Linked DNA regions of Sus scrofa: region 2 is linked to region 1. A link is a contact called in public Hi-C data. All regions are on one chromosome and are shown on one strand. The core of a region is the stretch at or near the end of the contact, and the rest is flanking DNA. Distances in the headings are between cores, read along the strand shown. Region 1 has its middle 180 kb from the start of KCNJ16. Region 2 has its middle 180 kb from the start of MAP2K6.

The links. Hi-C and Micro-C count contacts between places; a contact is called where the count stands out from the background.
Region 2: a Hi-C map of embryonic fibroblasts shows a contact between it and region 1, with 2.3 times the contacts expected there. The contact joins two enhancer-like sites. A contact is called at or near these places in 3 of 47 Hi-C or Micro-C datasets (embryonic fibroblasts, fibroblasts and heart right ventricle).

What each region holds. Positions count from the first base shown.
Region 1 is chr12:10,718,117-10,720,947 of Sscrofa11.1, reverse strand. No RefSeq gene overlaps it. Among named protein-coding and RNA genes, the nearest start is that of KCNJ16, 180 kb to the right of the region's middle. Within about 2 kb of position 1,402, at least 7 of the 83 cell types and tissues checked have an H3K27ac peak or open chromatin away from gene starts, as enhancers often do. A contact at or near this core is called in embryonic fibroblasts, where this site is marked.
Region 2 is chr12:10,834,218-10,837,165 of Sscrofa11.1, reverse strand. No RefSeq gene overlaps it. Among named protein-coding and RNA genes, the nearest start is that of MAP2K6, 180 kb to the left of the region's middle. Within about 2 kb of position 1,590, at least 5 of the 83 cell types and tissues checked have an H3K27ac peak or open chromatin away from gene starts, as enhancers often do. A contact at or near this core is called in embryonic fibroblasts, where this site is marked.

The DNA.
Region 1 (2,831 bases), core at 153-2,652:
TCTTATATTTAAGGATATGTACACACATGCATTTATATACCTATGGTGAGAATGACCACATGTATTTTATAAAATGTGTCTTACTAACCAACCATCTTCCTCAAGAAGGCAAATTTGAGGATTTTGTTGGTGTTCCCACATGTTTGTGATTTATTCCCCAGGTCTTAGCTCCCTACTACATACAAAGATATCTCTCTGCTTTTGAGAGGAAAATGTTGACTCCTTGATGTTATTATTAAAATATCATTGAGGAGCTATATATCTGGAGAGGGCACTTTATAGAAAAACATTGCAAATATATTTTACAGGTTTACTGAACATTCATTCCTCTCCAGTTGATCTAAAACCAGATTTTATTTGGCATGTGCACTTCTCAGTGATGGTATAGAGAGCACATCAGCTGAGTTGGCTTGGTGGTTTCTGATTCTGTCCCCTAAGGACTGTCATGCTGGCTGGAGTCTTAGCTGCTCATCTGTAAAATATACAGCTACTGATTCCAACCTACTACCTACCTCATAGACATGCGCTAATATTTTAATGAAAAGAACTTTGAGCTCTTTGGGGGAAAAAAAATCCTCTCTATAAACAGAGAATTGTTACCAGAATGTTCTTTTCATTAGTTCTTTGGATTCCCTTATGAAAGTCCCAGTCTACCTAATGGATGGAGATTTATAGATAGCCATTTGTAAAAGCACATCCAAACACACTCAAACATTAAACAAACACAGATGCACAAATGAGATTTTGAAATTGCCCGACAGTGGTACAGCCTGTACCTGGGAATTGATGGGAGGGACTGATTTTTTCATAACTCTAATTATTCTCACTCTCTACCATACATTTGAAACTTAAACTGCCTGAGCCAGCCAGCATGGAAATGGCAGTCCTTTTATAAAATTCTTAATAGTCCTCCAAAGGCAAAGCAAAATTAGGAACAGATTGTCTAAAACTAGGGCTACACTGGCCTTTAGAGTTTTTAGAGATTTTTAAGATCTCATTTAGATTACTGGAGATACCACGTAGTAAACTCTGAAGGACACACAACTAGTGACTTGTGAGCCAAAGATATAAACTTTGTAATTTCCTGTAGATTTCAGGCACTGCTATAGAAACTGAAGCTTTTAGAGCCTCTCAGAACTGCTTAGGGTTTTGTTTAGACGTGTGCAGACACTCCCTGAATGGCAGCTTCACATTACAGACTGTGGGCATTGGTCAAAGGTCCTGACTCAGGCTTTTATGACTTCCTCCCTCATTAAGCATGTGAGTGACACAAACAAGAGGAGATTCTAATGATGACAATAAAACATTGATTTGGATCGTCCACACGGGCGGCCTCCTCTACCCCAATTCACTCCACTCTTGCTCAACCCTCTACTGGACTCTGGCTCACGCTGGCCATCTTCTGTTACCATTTGGCAAAAGTCTTCTGCCCTAAATATTCCTGTCTTGCACAATGGAAACGGTACCCATAAGGTCTCAATCAAATTGTCATGTGAATTATTTTACATTTCATGAGGAAGATAAAAATAAACTAGATTGAGATTGGAAAAACCATTTCATATCATCAACCTCAAGCTGTCTTCATCTGTAGTCATTCCAGTGTGGTTTCATCCACTTTCTAACCTATCCGTTGAATCCTTTCCTTGACGGTGACTCAGGCCACCCTTCTGTTGCCCAATTCTTGTTACGACTTGGGAGGTTGTTGTGGTTGGTTTGTTTTTAATATCTTGCCCAATCTTTCCATTTTTAGTTCCAGACTATTGCTTTTAACCACTTTCAACTCTCTCCTTCTTTACAGAATGACACAGTACTATATACAATCTAGCTCAAATACTTTCTTCACTCTCATTCCACGGTGGCTGCATCATACCCATGCATGCTACAAAAATAACAAGTGGGAGATGGTTATACCATTTCTTGTGATTCTCTGAGGGGTCCAGTTCGAGGGAACTCATGGTTATTACCGCATGGATAGCTGTCCTGTGATGTTGGTGACATTACGTCCCATTTGGTAGTGGAGAAAGTGAGAGGCAAGAGAGCCAAGGTCATCCAATTAGGAATCGGTGGTGTTAGTAACCTGAGTCCAAGTCTCATGGAGTTCAAACGTATTTTTCTTCGTTGTTCACCTCTCTACTAGTCTTTTTTTTTTTTTTTTTGGACCCTGGAGAGGAGCTTCAATTTTTTCTACCAACTTCAGCAGAAAGCATAACACATTTAAACTCGAAAGCAGCTACCCACATAGGACCTGGCCCAAGAAGCTTATCAGCAATTCTGCAATTCTTTGTTTAATAACCTACTGCCTAGGTAGCTAATAACAGAAACAAGTACAGAAAATGATTGCAATTTTTTCCCAGTGAAATTTCACTGTCCGTTTCAATAGTGCTGAGTGACTGAGTGGGAGTAATGGCTATTACTTTCTTAGACTTATTTTGTATTCTGCAATGTGTTTTGCTTTAAAAAAAATCAGGATATCATTTTGAATATTCTCGTTCATCCCTGTGAGGCTGATTTTCATCTGATGGCTTCACATGTTACCCTCTTAATCAAGTGGAGTAAGCTGGTGCTATAACTAAGTCCGACAACAACAACAAGTTGAAAAAAGTGAACAGGATCTCAGAAATGCTTCTATCACCACCTCTAGACTTCTTTTTTTGCTTAATTTGTAACATTTTCTTTCTCAAGTGTGTTTGTCTTATTCATTGAGCAGCTGCATAAATCATTAGAAAATGGCCAGGAATGCAGGCATGCTCCCCCAACATTCTCCTTTGGTGCTTTAATTTTATTTTAGTATAATAGAATTAACACAGGTGTAGCCAATGTTTTTACAGTGG
Region 2 (2,948 bases), core at 341-2,840, 120 kb before region 1:
GTATCACAGGGTAATTGCTCATGGGACTAGCATTGCCCAGTTGAAGTCTTAAGAAATACAGCTCGTTCTATTAATGGGCGTTGCGAAGGTGCTCTCCATTATTACAAACACATCTTTTCATTATATTTTACTGTCAGTGAATGCCGGTGTGAAACCCGCTGGCCTTCCTCATTTGAGAAGAACCCAAAACACACCACCACCTGAGATCTTTGTGTCCGTTATCATGTGTATTCCAAGGATGACAAACTCAATTCAAAGAAATTCCATGGGGTTTGCATTTGGCCTTTATCCTTACTTCTCTTATCAGCACGGAATGACTGCCTAGAACTTGAACTTGTTGCTAGACCCCAGTTGTCTTTTCTTTGTAACTCGAGTTTCTATTTTTAATCAAAGCTTTTGGAGGGGGAGTTCTCCCTCAGTCCACAGAATGATGGAGTTTTACCTGCCAAGGTTACATGCGTGAATTTGCATGGGTTTAAGCTGCTTTCTCATTGGAAGCAAGAGAGCTTTAAAGCTTATATGAGCTCTTTCAGTCTTCTTCAATTGCTAACCACTGGGAACTGTGGCAATTCTAGGTGTTTCTTTAAAGGTCTATGTCTACAGAGGCAGCAGGGCGTCTGTTTTATTAAGGTCTTACAGGAAGCGTTGAAAACCTTCCAATTTCTTTATTGTTATCATCGCCATAATCATCTTCATAATTTTCACCTTCTTCTTCATTATCATCATCAATACTGTCTGAAGAATCCCCTCATTGAACTAATGATTGGTAATCATATTATCCTGGCCTCCTAAACAAAATGAAAAAAAGCGCTTTCCAGAAAATCCAAGTAGCTTCTTTGCCCGCTTGCTCTGTTTCTCTCTGTGCTGATTTCATTTACATGTTCAAAATATCCATGGATTCAAAGGCAGATCCAGTCATGATTCCCGAACAGTTGGTTTCAACAGTCCAGACCCAGCCTGGTCCTTCATTCTGTGTCCCTCTGTTTCTCATATCTCGCTACTTTGCCATTACGAAGGCAGAAGGTCTTTGTTATCGTGCAAGAAGAGGGGAATCACAGCCTCCTGGCCGAGTTGACATCAGAAAGGTTAAGTACACTCTGAAATAGGGCGGAGTGCCTTGTGCCATTTCCCTAGACTTTCTGACATTTAAAAATCAGTTTTCCACTAGATCGAAGAAAGCATTCCCTGGAGGTGAGCTTAGCGAAGACTCTCTTCTTAGAGATGCTCCCTAATTCAGGGCATAATAACTAGAATTCAGGAGCTAGGTCTCTGTGCATGTTTGCTAACAGCTTGGCACACAAAGATTTGTCCAATGAAAGACAGGTAGGCTCGGACCAGTCAATGCCTTGAGAAGCCGTGTAAATCCTACTTCAAGTTCCACAGACTTAGAGACAGGTTTTTCCACCTGACAGCTCTTGGGAGCAGTTTGGCTGCTCCAACTTCTGTCCCAGTTTCCATCATTCGAAATCTGTGAGACTTAGATCCAGGCCTCCTGGAAGACTCATTTATCAAAGGAGCTGAATTTGTTGAGTTGAGGAGATGTTGAAGCTAGGTGGCGCTGGCTGCCACAGGCTGCAAGAGATGCTTTTCTACATGTCAGAACATGCCCTGTGTCCTAGGGACCCAGCTGTGAAACCTTTCCAAGGAGTCTGGTATGAGATGTGGGGAGCCTGATTTGAAACAAATGAGAAATAGAGAAATGGCCCAGCCTTGCTCTTTCCCTATGCAATGTTACCACTCCTGCACGTTAACCGTCCCTTCTGACTTAGAAAGAAGGCACTGAAAGCACAACGTGTATTTATTTACTTTCTAAATAGACTCCTCCTGGTCCTTTGCGATTCTGATACTCTGTTTGGTGCTTTTGGTTTTGCCATCAGCACTGACCAGGAGTTGCACAGGAAACCCAGGAGATCTGAAATAGTCATCGGAAGAGAACTTGGTTTGGGTCCCTTTTCCATTAATGCCTATTTTCCACCAGCCACATAACCTGTGCATGTGGAATATTCCCAATAGCACTGGCTTTCACAAGCTGTAGTGCCTGTCAGGAAATAAAACTGCTTTGGTGGAAAGACCAAAATTATAGCTGAGAACTCAGCAATGTCGAAGGAGCCTTCGGAGCCCGGTGGAATGGAAGAGAACAAAAAAAACGGGCCATGTCAGGGAGGCAGGTTTACCAAAAGGAGATTCTTTTCTCATTTTCTAGTCACATCAGCTGGCCGCATCATCTTCTACAGAGACACTTAGCACAGGAGATTTTAATCTTATAAATCCGGTAACATTTTCTGTCTTGTGAATATGTCTACAAAGTGTTTTATAGGTAGAAATATCAAATCACATTTAGATGTACATTTAAAAAGTTCCATTTCTTGGCAATAACACAGCCATGGTAAAATGACACAGTCATCAAGAATATGCTTTTTTGTTAATATTTCCAACTGTCAGGAAAGATACAGGGCATAGTGTCCATACTTTTGTAATTGGGAAGGTTTTTTTTTGCACAAGAAAAATCGGAGTGTGCTGTTGATTTTTCTTTCTTACTTTTTCTTTTTCTTTTCTTTTTTTTTTTTTCCCGGGACATATTGTCTGGTAAAATGCTTATCCTAATTAATCCCTGAGTGGAAACAGGCCTACAGGCTGGCAGAGGGGTCATAAGCTTTAATTTTTTTTTCATTGGTCTCAGAGCTGCTGGAATCTTTATACCAAAGCAAGTAGCTTTGGCTCAGGTTAATATTTCTACTTCTGCTCAGGGCCCCCCCCCACCCACGCCCCCCTCCGCAAAAGGGAGCCCATTGAAGAGAATTTCTTTGCCTGAAAAAGTACACAATTTCCCTTGACCTGTCTTTCATCATCACCTCTCCCCCACTGAACTCATGCATCTATTCGTAAACTCTTGTTTTAACCCATGGTAGGGAGAAATAAGCGTTCCTAGCGTGTTAGGGACGGAGGAC